2 separate regions of the Anas platyrhynchos genome follow, and region 1 is linked to region 2. The links are chromatin contacts, called in public Hi-C maps. All regions are on one chromosome and are shown on one strand. The core of a region is the stretch at or near the end of the contact, and the rest is flanking DNA. Distances in the headings are between cores, read along the strand shown.

Region 1 (6,031 bases), core at 111-2,610, 170 kb before region 2:
AACTTCCTCGTTAAGGGGGTGTCGAGAGGCAGGAGACCTTTTCTCCATTAACACCAGCGACAGGACCCGCGGGAACGGGGTTAAGCTGAGGCAGGGGAAGTTTAGGCTTGACATCAGGAGGGGGTTCTTCACAGAGAGAGTGGTTGCACACTGGAACAGGCTCCCCAGGGAAGTGGTCACTGCACCGAGCCTGTCTGAATTTAAGAAGAGATTGGACTGTGCACTTAGTCACATGGTCTGAACTTTTGGGTAGACCTGTGCGGTGTCAAGAGTTGGACTTGATGATCCTTAAGGGTCCCTTCCAACTCAGGATATTCCATGATTCTATCTTGAAGGTCTTTTCCAACCTTAACAATTCTATAATGTCTGGGTGGCAGAAGACCACCACACGCATTCATCTTCAGGCTATGGGCATATCCTGGCGCCTCGTGGCGCCAGCTCGGACCGACCAGAAGTTTTTTGTCGCCATCTAAAAACGAAAATTTAGTTGGAGCCCCAAGGGCCAGGTCTGTCTGCGCGCCCCAGGCCCGCTGCCCGGGCGGTCGTTGCGCCGCGCTGCCGCTGGGTGTCGCCCTTGATGGTGCCGCGGCGCGGAGGCGGGGCGCGCGGCAGCAGCACAAAAGGAGCGGCGCCGTTATTGCCGTCGCCATTTTGGCTCGTCGCCTCCCTCGGTGTGGGGGTGAGGGGAGGCGCGGTCTGCCGTCGCCATAAGCTGAGGTTTAGCCCTTAGGGGGCTGCCAGTAGAGCCGTGCGTCAGGATGTGCCTGGCCCCTTAGCGGCTCGCTCGGCGGGGGAGAGCCCGGCGTGGCAACGCCCTCACGGCCGGGGCGGGCGGCTGACAGAAAGCCTTTCCCGCCGCTTTTCGTGAGGGGAGGAAGCGCGCAGCGACGGGGGCGGCTGCGGGCCGCGCGGATTTGATGAGCAATTTATACCACAAAGGAATGCGGTGTACTGCATGTGCTCAGGGGGCGGCTTCACGAGCAGCTGATACAATTTGCTGGGAAATTGAATTTGGGGGCACAGAGAAAATCAAATCAGGGGCAGAAAAGTGATAAGAATGCTGAGCAAGGGCTTGTCCCAGAAATCACGGGTGAAGACTGATTTCACTGCCATAGAAATGGCAGAGCACTCCCAGCTGCCTGAAAATCAAAATCATGAGGAGACAGCATATGGCAAAAGTGCCCAGCGATTGTTTTCACTTTTTCCTCTTGGAAGTCAAGAGTCAAAGCTGGGGAAACATACACGCCTTCCTGGTCCTTTCACAGGAAGATCCCTTTCAGAGTCATTTTTCCACATACAGCTTAAACCTTTCTCACAATGGTTGCCGAATTTGGCCCGTGGAGGGGGATGTGGAAGGTGCCTCTAGAGAACACATCTATTGGTGTTGCCTTGTCCTGTCTCCAGGGCACTCCTGTGCGACAGGGTGACGTTCACCTGTGACCTTATGAGGAGAGGCGAGGGCAGCACCTGCAGCAAGGCATGGCAGGTTCATCATAATGCCAAGTGTCATGTTTGGCAATCCCTCTTCATGGATATCTCGGGATTATCATAAAAGGCGCATTTCTGTCTAGGTCTGTGTGTTAGCAACAGACCACATCTAGACAAATTTCTATGGCATTGCCATTAGCAGCCACTCACATCTGCAAGCGTATTGTGAACACTCACTAAAAAAAAAAAAAAAAAAAAAAAAGTGAAGAAAAATGAAAATGGAAATTAGGAGACGAGAAGCTTGTAATAGAGATGATTCATCAAGACAGCTGTGTGCAAAGGTGAAAGATACTCAACACCTTAGGCAATAAAAGGACCCAAGTCTTCTTTGACATAAACTTTGATGTAGATGTTTTGATGTAAAAAAATAGGCTCAATGTAAACCAGTACAGAATCAAGCTTTTTAACTCCTATGGGAAAGCTGCTGAGCCTAAATGAGGTTCTGTCAGAGAATTAGATTATGTCTCTTTCTGAATTGTTCAGAATGGCAGAACTAGCCAAAAAATGAAAACTTTATCTTAAGGAATTTGTCCCATTCCAAAACTGAGTTTTGCAAGTGAAAGTACGGTGTTAAAAATTATTAGCTTTAAAATGCCATAACAAAAATTATTATTTTTGGCATGGCATAATTCAGCATTCCATGGAATATAGTGAACAGCCATCATCCTGATTAATCCTGGTACAGCAAAAACACATTGTTTAGCTCAAGCAGCCCTTTAAAGTCAGACTGTCACTTTTCCTGTGTGGAATTTTCTCTCTCAGGATGCTGCCATCGTTACAGGGCAGGAATAGGAGCTCTCCTTGCATTGATGACCTTCCTCCTTCCACAAACCAGGTGGAAGGGGGCAGAGTCTAGCCCCCCATTTACATCCTCGAAGGTCTTTTCCCCAGCCTGTGATGCCGTATCAAGTTGTGGAAGGAACTAGTGGCAGTGTGTTAATACAATATCAAAAATGTTGCTTTCCTCTTCTGCCCATCTCCTTTCCTGCTTGGTCCACAAACTTTTCAAAGTAGCTTATTGTAGACTTTCATTGGAGTTTACAGGAAGATATGTCTTACATCGCCTTAATAAACTGAGACATTTAAAGAGAGCTGGGAATCCCCTTGGGAGAAAAGGGACCTTTAGAACAATTCTTGTCACAGCAAACTGCTGTGTAATTTCAGCTTTAAAATTCCGCATGTGAAGTGTCAAATCTACAGACATCAATGCCACCAGCACTGATGAAGAAACACTGGCAATCTTTGAGAAGATGTCTAACAATAGCAGCAGGGACAGATTGGGAGCCAGTTGGTTTTTGTTTGTTTCTTCTCATACACATTCACGCAGGCCCACATGCTCGGTAGTGGTCTGCTCAGGCAACGAATCACTGAGAAGTATGCAATGACATGCATATCTAGATATCTTGCCAAGCATATCTAGATGGTTTTACCCACGCATTCTCCTGGTCAATAAAAGTACTAAATTTGCCAGTTCTAGCTAGAATTTAGGTAGAATACTCACTAGTTGAAAATGTCTTCAAAACCAAGCAAAGCAACGTGTTAAGCTGGAGCTGGTGGCTGCTAGCCTGCTAACCTTTGGTAAAGGCAGCTAGGCTGAGTGGCTCTGCTGCTTAGCATGAATCAGAAAGTGCAGATAGCTATAACAGGTCTTGGGGAAAACAGCAAATTTGTACAAGAAGAAATTAATGAATACAAGTTTTTTCTTTTATTTTCATGTTTTGGCTAATCTACCACATTATCAGCGTTATTAATTTCCTTGTTTTAAGAATGAGCAATCCCATGTTATATGAACATTCTAAACACTGCTGTAGCAAAGGTCTCAGGTACCAAAATCTGCTGTATGCAGTTTGTGTTGTGGCCTGACATCAAAAAAGACGTAAAGAACAAAAGAGTATCTTGCAAAGTACTGCACAATGAGACATACTGATAACAATCCCCATCCTCAAGAATCCGTAACCGTTTCTCTACTTCTCAGATTAGATATTACAGAATCATAAAAGTTGGAAAGAACCTCCAAAATCATCTGGTCCAGCCATTCCCCTACTACCAATGGCATCCACTGAACCATGTCCCTAAGCACCAGGTCCAACCTTTCCTTAAACACCCCCAGGGACGGTGACTCCACCACCTCCCTGGGCAACCCGTCCCAGTGCCTGACTACTCTTTCTGAGAAGAAATATCTCCTCATTTCCAACCTAAACCACCCCTGGTGCAACTTGAGGCCATTCCTTCTTATCCTATCACTAGTTATCTGTGAGAAGAGGCCGACGCCAAGATCCACACAACTTCCTCTCGGGTAGCAGTAAAGAGCAATGAGGTTTCCCCAGAGCCTCCTCTTCCCCAGACTGAACAATCCCAGTTCCCTCAGCTGCTCCTCACAGGACTTGAGTTCCAGGCCCTTCACCAGCTTCATAGCCCTGCTCTGGACACGTTCCAGGGCCTCGATGTCCTTCTTGTAGTGAGGGGCACAAAGCTGAACACAGTACTCAAGGTGTGGCCTACCCACCGCAGAGCACAGGGCAATGATCACCTCCCTGCTCCTGCTGGCCACACTACTTCTGATACAACCCAGGATGCCATTGGCCTTCTTGGCCACGTGGGCACACTGCTGGCTCATGTTCAGGCGAGAATCAGTCGTCACCCCCATTCTCCTGGGATGGGAGCAGACACAGGGGCACTGGTGAAAACACCAACTGGCCATACTGTGCAAGGAGGAGAAATGGGCACAGACATGTATCCACGGGAGCCCAGGTGTGCTTCCACTTCTGGGTTGCCCACGTTTCTGTGAAACCATGTTAAAATCCTACTGCTGCTCAAACTGCCGCCATCTTGTCTCCCCACTTCCCTCTCTCTGGGAGGCAGCGGCAGCCATCTTGTGGCACCTGAGCTTGAGCTTCTGGGTTGCCCAAATTTCCATGAAAACGTGTTAAAATCTCACTGCTGCCCACAGCGCTGTCTCTGGGCTCTCTCCTCACAGCATTCAGGCTCTGCAGAGGGTGTCAAAACCAGCCGATTTTACAAAGCATGTGTTTCAAGGGGACCATTTCCACTGGCATTATAGGCAATATCGGCGAGGATGGGGCAAAAAAGTGGAGGATGTAGGACTAGAGGGACTGGCCTCAAGTTGCGCCAGGGGAGGTTCAGGCTGGAAATTATAAATATAATTATATATCATTAGATAATTGTTATATTTGTGATATGTTATTGTATAATTATATACCATATTTTTATAATTATACATATATAATAGTGTATATTAAATAATATTTATATTACTATATAAAACATTTCCAACAGCAATGTGACTATTCACCCAAGGTTTGTCCAACCTCAATCAAAGAAAACTGGCAGGAATGGCTATCTTGTACTTCTGCTGACACAGCCATTAAGATGCTGCTAGTGACAGAAGTCTTTATGCAAGAGAATGTCTGTTAGACTTGCAAACTTTTCTATATTTGCTAGTATCAGATAATCTCACTTTTGAGACTGTTGAACTGAGTTTGAACAGGCAGGTGAGATTCCTCTGCCTGTCAACCAGCAGTTGTAGCAATTGCCCTAAACACAGTTGTTCTAAATAAAATCACAGATATTGAAGTGTTCCTCTGCTTTGCTGCTAGTAGCAGCACACAGCTCGTAGCACTTGAGTTTCTGGTGCTTTCAAGCTGGTTTTGAGGGCCATATAAAAAACAAGTTTGTCTAACCCCAAGTAAGCAAAGAAGGAAGTCTTTCAAACAAATAGTAAAGATTCTCAATCCAGAATTGAGAATCTTTTAGAATGTAGCAGAAACTAGTCATAAAAGTCTCATTTTTGCAGTGAAAGGATTCTTTTGAGGTACAGAATGTGGAATAAACTTTGTAGATATGTTCTAAACTCCAGTACAAGGTGTATGTACTGAGGAGCATATGTTGCAGATAGAGGTGCTGTGGAGTCCAAGCAGCTTCATGGCCCCTAGGATGACTTATGCAGTTTAGTCAAGCCTGTGCACAGCTAAGGTAACTTAGCAGACTTATTATGCGGTTTCATAATAAGTCAGGCTCTGGACACCAGGGAATTTTTAAGCCACCTTACACTTAACTTACCAATCTTCTCACGATAATTTCATATTTAGTAAAGAAAGTGAAGATCTTGACAGCACCCATATTCCTGAAGCAATTGCAGTTCATTCATACAGAAACCCATTCAGTATCAAGTAGACTTCAAGCGAGTTGGGGGTCCTTGCTGCCTCGCACTATGAGGGCTTCAGTGCCAGTAACAGAAAGTACAAGAGGAGAAAATACAAATACCTCCATCAAGCTGTATTCAAGTGCTTCCTGATGTATTTAGAAACAACCAAATGACAGAAAAATATGGTATATAGTTAAAGTCACTTATTAACACTTTGTCTGAGTGCAGAATAAGGAAAAAATGCAAGAATCTTCAATGAATAAATGAATATTTAACAAATCTGAATGAAGATAAATTGAGGAAATCTTTTTATAAAGACAAACAAATACATCTTTATTCTTTATAACGTAGGCAATAGCTCCACATTGCACATGACCA
Region 2 (6,801 bases), core at 146-2,645:
CAGGGAGAGAGGGAGGCAGAGGCAGAGAGCGGGAGGCAGGGGGAAAGAAGCGGGAGGAGGAAAAGAAAAGTTTCGAACTCAGACGTGAGATGGAAGCAAATTTTGACTGCGTCCAACCTTGTGGTCTCATCCAGGGAAACATTTGAGCAGGAGACGAGCTCTGATTTAAGTGGTCTGGTTCCTCGCCAATATTAGCACTGGACGATTTACAGTCAGGATATTGTACCAGCTCGGCCTCTTGCTGTGTCGTAAAAATCTGCTGTCTCTGTAAGTTATCGTATCCGTAAAATTTAGCGGGCTCCCCGTGACAGGTAACCCCGCTGCAGGGGGCAGGAGGCGGAGGCGCGGCAGGGGGAGGAGGAGGCGGCTGGTAGGCGGCCGTGGGGCTCCCCCCGGCCGGCTGGTAAAAGTCCGCGGCCGCTCCGCCGCCGCCCCCCGCCCCGCCGGCCGCGGGCTGCGGGAAGCCGGCGGCGGCCCCGCCGTTCCCGTAGAGCAGGGCGGCGGCGGCGGCGGCGGCGGCGTGGCGGCCGCTCACCTCGGGCGAGAAGTGGCAGTCGTAGTACGGGGGGCTGAGCGGCTCCCCCGCCGCCGCCGCCGCCGCCGCCGCTGCCGCCGCCGCCGCCGCCGCCGCCTTGTACTTGGAGTAGAGCGGGTTGACAAAGTAGGAGCTCATCGGGGAGGGGGCAGCGGCCGGCGGGGGCGCGGGCGCGGGCACGGGGCGCTGCTCCCCCCCGCCGCAGCCGCCGCCGCCGCCGCCGGTGCCTCTACGCCGCGCTCATGGTGCCGCCGCCGCCGCTAGCCCGTGCGCTCCCCTCTCCTGCTCTCCGTGTATGCGGTGACCAGGACTGGAATATAATCGCTCCCAAAATGACCTGCCTCACTGCTTTTACTATTTCCTATTAGGCACACAGCAGCCCGCGCACGCACACACACACACACACACACACGCACGCACGCACACGCTCATGAGCTCAGGGGGGACTTTTGGCTTCAGTTTACATGTGCCGCTCCTCAGGCAAGAAAAAAACCCGGCCCGGCCCTGCCCGGATCCACCCCAGCCGCGGCGCCCCCGCTCCCCCCGCCGGTGCGCGCTCGCCAGGAGCCGCCGGTCCCCCGCCGCGCGGGGCGAGGCTCCGCGCAGATGCCGCGCGATAACCGCGGGCGCGCTGCCCGGGGCGTCGCCGCCCGTCCCGCCGAGGCCGAGCCGGCGGGGGAGCCGCGGCCAGCAGGCCGGGAGGCTGCGAGGGCGGCCCGGGGGTCCCGGTGCGGGAGGGCGGCAGCTCGCAGGGGCAGGGGCCCTCCGGGTCATTTCCTCGCAGGCGAGCGGAGTGCTGGGAAATGAGATGCACATTTACCCTTGACGCCGTGCACGCATGGCTGAGGCTGCAGGTTAATTGATACTTAATGGAAATCATGCCTATGAATATACTTTCCATCATTTCACCCTTGGAGGACGTCATTACCGAGGCAGAGAGAGGGAGGAAGAAAGGCGTGTGGGTGAGCGGTCAGCTCCGCTCGGGGACGCCGTCCGAGGGAAACAGGCGAGCCCGGCTCCCGGGGACGGAGGAAGGAAGGAAGGAGGGAAGGAAGGAAGGAGCGAAGGCGCTGCCCACCGGGCTCGCTGCGGGCCCCCGCGGGGGGAGCACGGCCGGGCGCTGAGCGCTGCCCTCGGCCTCCGCCGCGCTGGAGGCTCGGGGAAGGAGGCCCGGGAGGCTGCGCAGGCCCCGCTGCCCCGGTCCGAGGAGCACCGTCTTCCCCGTCCTCTCTTCACAACGCTTCTGGCGGACCGCTCTTCCTGCTGCGGGAACCAGCTTTTTTTAAGGGCAGACACCCCCAGGAGCTCGAGTCCGCCCTGCTTTGAACAGAGACGAAAAATGTAGGTGAAATCTAATACGGGCTCCGCCAGAGCCACGTGTGACCGTCTGGTGTGAATTGACAAAAATATTTGTGGTTACATAAAAGACATCGCAGGCTCCTTCCCCATCACACCCCGCCGCCCCCACCCCCACCCCATGTCCGAGGCCCTCGTCGTGCTGCTCTTTTTGTCTCGGCGGCCGGCCTGGGTCCCCGCACATGAGCAGGGACTTACGGAGGCCGGTAAAGGCCTCTCGGCCGTGGTGAGGCTGTGCCGGGCCCAGCGAGGGCACAGTGACGCCCCCCGCCCGGCCCAGCGAGGCCCGAGGCGCAGAAACCCCCGTGCCCTAGGTTTTGGGGCCCAGAGCGGCGCGGTGCCCAAATGCTCTCCCCACCGAGGCCGCTCTGCGCTGACACAACCCCCCCTTAACCCCACAGACCGGTTGGGGGGGGACGTGAGAGGCCCCGGGTGTTGGGGGGCACACGGATTTTTGGTGCTAGCGGGAAAGAGCAGCGAGAGAGCAGCGCAGCGCTACCCCCCGAGGCCGGAGCAGGGGCGGCCGGGCAGGGGGGAGGCACAAAAGCACCGCCCGAGCCCTGCGCAGCGCGGGGAGGGGGGAGGGGGGGGCAGCGGTTGCTTCCGCGGCCTCCCGCGGAGCTGTGGCCAAGGCTCCGCGGCTGCCCCCCGCGTGCGGGACCTGCCGGGATGCCCGGCACCGTCCCCGCGGGGCTCTGGACCCCGGGGTCCCGGCGGGGGGGGCGCGCAGCGCTGCGCGGGGCGCGGAGCGGTGCGGAGCGGCGGGGCGCGGCACCGCGCCTAGGGTGGAGCGTGCGCGCCCTCTGGCGGCGCGCGGCGGCAGGCACAGGGGACAGGGACAGGGGGACAGGGACAAGGACAGGGACAGGGGAAAGGGACAGGGGCACAGGGACACAGGGACAGGGACGCAGCGACAGGGGACAGGCAGCCCCACTGCGGCCTCAGCCCCGCCGCCAAGGGGGGTCCGCCAGAACCAGGACGGCGCCGCTGCCGCCGCCAGAGATCGGCGCGGTGTTATGTTCGCCTCTCGACGAGCTTGGTCACGAGCAGCTTTTCCTTTCCTTTCCTTTCCTTTTTGGTTTTGCTTTTATTCCTTTTTTTTTTTTTTTTTTTTTTTTTCCTTTTGGGAGGGGGTGGTGGTGGTTGTGGTGTCTGTCGGAGTTTCCAGTGCCATTTTCTCAGCACATTTCGGTGACCCTCTTTTAATTTTTTGCCAGTGCTATAATTAACTACATACAAAGAATGCGCCTCGTTTACACATGGCAGCCAGCAGAGACGCCTGAGCTTTGAAGACCGCTGCTATCGCGTTTTCGATCATGTTTCCCCACATATTACACCACGAATACTCCATGTGTGGTAGTTTCAGAGCTCTCCGTTTTTGTCTTGAACATGTTATTTTGTTTGCCCGTGCGTTTATGTATCTAAAGATTGATTTATGTAAACGAAAGTAAAGATGAATCTTTGTTTACCCCCGCTCCATCACACATGCCTGTGAATTATTCGGAATAATGTGTGTGCGTGTGCACGCGACTGTGCATATGTACAAACATACATTAACACAACCAACGGGTAGGGATTAAATTATTGTTTAGTTTGACACTAAAAGCGATTTACATGGAGGAACTGCGCGTTGACGTTCGAGACGTTTCATTTTCTCTCTGCCATTTTGAAATAAGCACACACAGTATCAGAAGCAAGTAAAAGAAAAAGAAAAGGAAAAAAAATGAAAATATACTAGATAAAAATACGTCATAGTGCCTGAGATAAAATATTAAAAGGAAATGATGTGGGCTTGGTGACAATTTCTTAGCAGAGCCTCTGCTAGAACCAACCTAACAGTGCTCAGTGGCAAGAATATAGTTTACGTGTTGTTATCTGTAGATCACACACATATAGACCGGTTATTTTCGAAAATATGAACGCTAAGATGGTAGGATTCAGCACGGTAGAATATCCAACAAAATACATTTCCACTAATCAGTGGACTTGGTAAAATCTGTTTCGTGACCTTCGTGTCTTTTTTGAGACTGTTGCCTTGGCCCAACGCTGACGTGTTGAAATTTATAGTCCAAGATTTTAAGACCTAGTTTGTCTGCATTTTTGGCTTTTTTTTTTCCTCTAACAAACACAAACATCAAAATAAGGTGGTTTCAAAGAAAAGCGCCATAGCATATCGTAAACTCATTAGGTCCAGACGTCTAGCCATCTCAATGGTTTTATTATACCACGGTTCTTCCTGTTTTAAAAGAATTATAGGTATCTTCTCGACAATAGATGGGAAGCAATGCAACACCTTTTCCTGGCACTACATGTTTTTTGCCTTTTTTTTTTTTTTTTTTTTTTTTTTAGAGAAAGAGAGAGAGGTAGAAAACATTAAACGCGAGGTCTCTCGGCTCTCCCCTTAATCTTGAATTAACCGAACTGCTCGTAAATATTTACGGGTCCTTCATTTTAATGGTTGCTCTTTAAACAAAGCATTTTTTACAATGAACTTCATCTCAATTATCTTGATAAAGCCATGTGTGTTTATAAATGTTGAAGGCATGAGACGTGCTGCGAAATGATCTTTCGCCAATATCGCTGCAGGTTTGGAAGTAGCCTGGTGTCTCCAGAGCTTCCCAACCTCCAGATTAAAGAGCGCGGAGATCAGAAACGGCCAAAAAAAAAAAAAAAAAAAAAAAAGGGAAAACAAAACAAGAACTGTTTGGGCAAATAAGCGCCGTTTGGCTTATTCGGAGGAGCGGTGCGGAAATCTTTCCTAAATGACCCTCAGAGCTCCCCGAGCGAGCCCGAAGGCCGCGCACAAAGCCAGCAAAGCGGCGGGCGCACCCGGCCGAGCCCCTGGAGCCAGGGGAGCTTTCCCCCGGCCCGGGGCTGGCAGCGGGGCCGCCGTGCCCGCAGCAGCGCGGAGCGGTGCGGAGAAGAGCGGCGAGGCCGGCGGGAGGGAGGCGCGGGGCTGTGCGGGGCTTTGCGGACAGGGCAGGGCGAGGGACGCACAGATTTCTGCTCCGAGCGCAGCGCTTTTCGTTCGCAGCCTTTATTTTGTAATAGCGGACAACAGTTACAGCAGGTCGGGAGGCAGAGACGTGGTGGGTAGTACAGCATTTACCGGGGTCGAGAGCGGCAGCGAGCCGGGGGACCGAGAAACGTGAGGCCTATTGCGAACGGCTTCGGGTCTGAGACAACCTCCTAACAGTGCACTAAAAGGGGGGGGGGGGGGGGGGGGTCTCTCGTGGCCTCTCTGTGGCATCTATTGCGAAGGAGCGCAATTCAGACCTAGAAAGCAGAGGGTCGGGGTAAGGTTTCCTTTTAATAACTCGTGGACGACACAACACCCCCACTGATTGAAGCGACTGTAATTTAATATATATCTTGTTACCATAATTATAGTTATTTTCCTTACCTTTATTTTGGCAAAGTAACTACCTAGACTACATCACTTTTAAGAAACATGTCAAACATTTAACATCAGATAAAGTTCCCAAAGCTAACGTGCACTCACAACATCATCAACCAAACGGTCTGGGAAGGAGAAGGGGGGGATGAAGCGACTCTGCAAAACACGTTGGCGAGCAAGACAAAATTTCCCAAAATACCTGACATAGACCACGTTTCACTTCTATCTAAAAAAGACCAGATTGATTTAAAGTTCCTGGGGGGGGGGGGGGGGGGGGGCCGCGGGAGGAGGAGGAGAAACGTATGCGGGGCTGAGGGGGGCAGGGGAAGCATAAAACCCAACCAAACAGAGATTAAAAATTAAAAAAAAAAAAAAAAAAATCTCCCAAAGCCCCAAACTCAAAACTAAAGCAATATTCCCCAGCTGCATTTCTACCCCAGCGTTAGTCTCCTTTATTGCCTTTCTCCTTGTTCATCTTTTTCATTTTCATTCTTCTGTTCTGAAACCAGATTTTGACCTGTCTCTCTGTGAGATTTAAAATCCTAGCTACTTCGTAACGGCGATCTCGGGTGAGGTACATGTTAAAGAGAAATTCCTTTTCCAGTTCCAGAGTTTGATACTTTGTGTAGGGACAACGCTTTTTCCTCGTTGAACGAGCGTGGATCCAGTTTGCTGCAGGGTTATCTGAAAGAAGGGAGGTATATGGGGGGGGGGGGGGGGGGGAGAAAGGTCGTTAAATTAATTTAACGAAGGATGGACTGTTTTCACAACTTTGGAGGAATTATCATAAAAGCCTTAATGCCCCAGTCTGTTTACTGTACAAATGATGTCTTGATGGTAGGTGGTTATGTGGAGTCTTTTATGGGTGCTTGTTGCTGCTTGCGCTGGGGTAGGCGTCTAGACGTTTTTATAGGTTAGTAAAACTATCAGTTTTGCACATTCGAGCCTTACAGGTTTCGGCAATAAATCAAAGGGGCAATTTCTTTCTTTCTTTCTTTCTTTCTCTCCCTCTCTCCCTGCCTCTCTCCTTGCCTCTCTCCCCCTCACTCTCTCTCCTTTTTTTTACTTACTTGGGTCAAGTTGCTGCTGTTTCTCCTCCTTCAGATCGCTGCTCGGGCTGGGGTTGTGGCTGCAGGCGGCGGGGTCCTTGGAGCTGCTGGCAGCCGCCTTCTCCCGGGGCTCCTGGAGGAAGGAGCTGCACGTGTACTCGGGCACACCGATCCCCTGGGACTCCCGGGACGAGGAGCACTCAGTCCTTTTGGAGGAGGAGGAGGAGGAGGAGGAAGACGAGGAGGCGGCTGCTCCCGTCTCCGGCTTTATCCCGTAGTGGCGCCCGGTGGAGGAGCCGGAGCTGGACGCGGAGCCGCCGCTGCCGCCGCCGCCGCCGCCGCCGCCGCTGCCGCCGCCGCCGGCGCCGCCCGGGAAGCCCGGGAAGGGCTCGATCCAGGAGCGCACGTAGCGGCCGGCGTCGGCTGCCCCTAAGTGGGGCTGGTGCATGTAGGGGTGGTAGATG

The links. A called contact is a pair of places that touch in the nucleus more often than the background predicts.
Region 1: a Hi-C map of subcutaneous adipose tissue shows a contact between it and region 2, with 4 times the contacts expected there. The contact joins the enhancer-like site here to the promoter of HOXD8 in region 2. A contact is called at or near these places in 2 of 8 Hi-C or Micro-C datasets (skeletal muscle and subcutaneous adipose tissue).

Annotation. Positions count from the first base shown.
Region 1 is chr7:23,361,625-23,367,655 of IASCAAS_PekinDuck_T2T, reverse strand. The region is part of intron 2 of LOC140002944 (a long non-coding RNA gene); the gene reads right to left. Among named protein-coding and RNA genes, the nearest start is that of MTX2, 110 kb to the right of the region's middle. Within about 2 kb of position 1,360, at least 3 of the 8 cell types and tissues checked have an H3K27ac peak or open chromatin away from gene starts, as enhancers often do. A contact at or near this core is called in subcutaneous adipose tissue, where this site is marked.
Region 2 is chr7:23,194,096-23,200,896 of IASCAAS_PekinDuck_T2T, reverse strand. HOXD8 (homeobox D8) reads right to left here and starts at 1,395. Exons shown (of 2, transcript XM_038182248.2): 1 at 118-1,395. The coding sequence starts at 673. HOXD9 (homeobox D9) reads right to left here. Exons shown (of 3, transcript XM_072040982.1): 2 at 6,359-6,801; 3 at 4,909-5,972. The coding sequence ends at 5,731.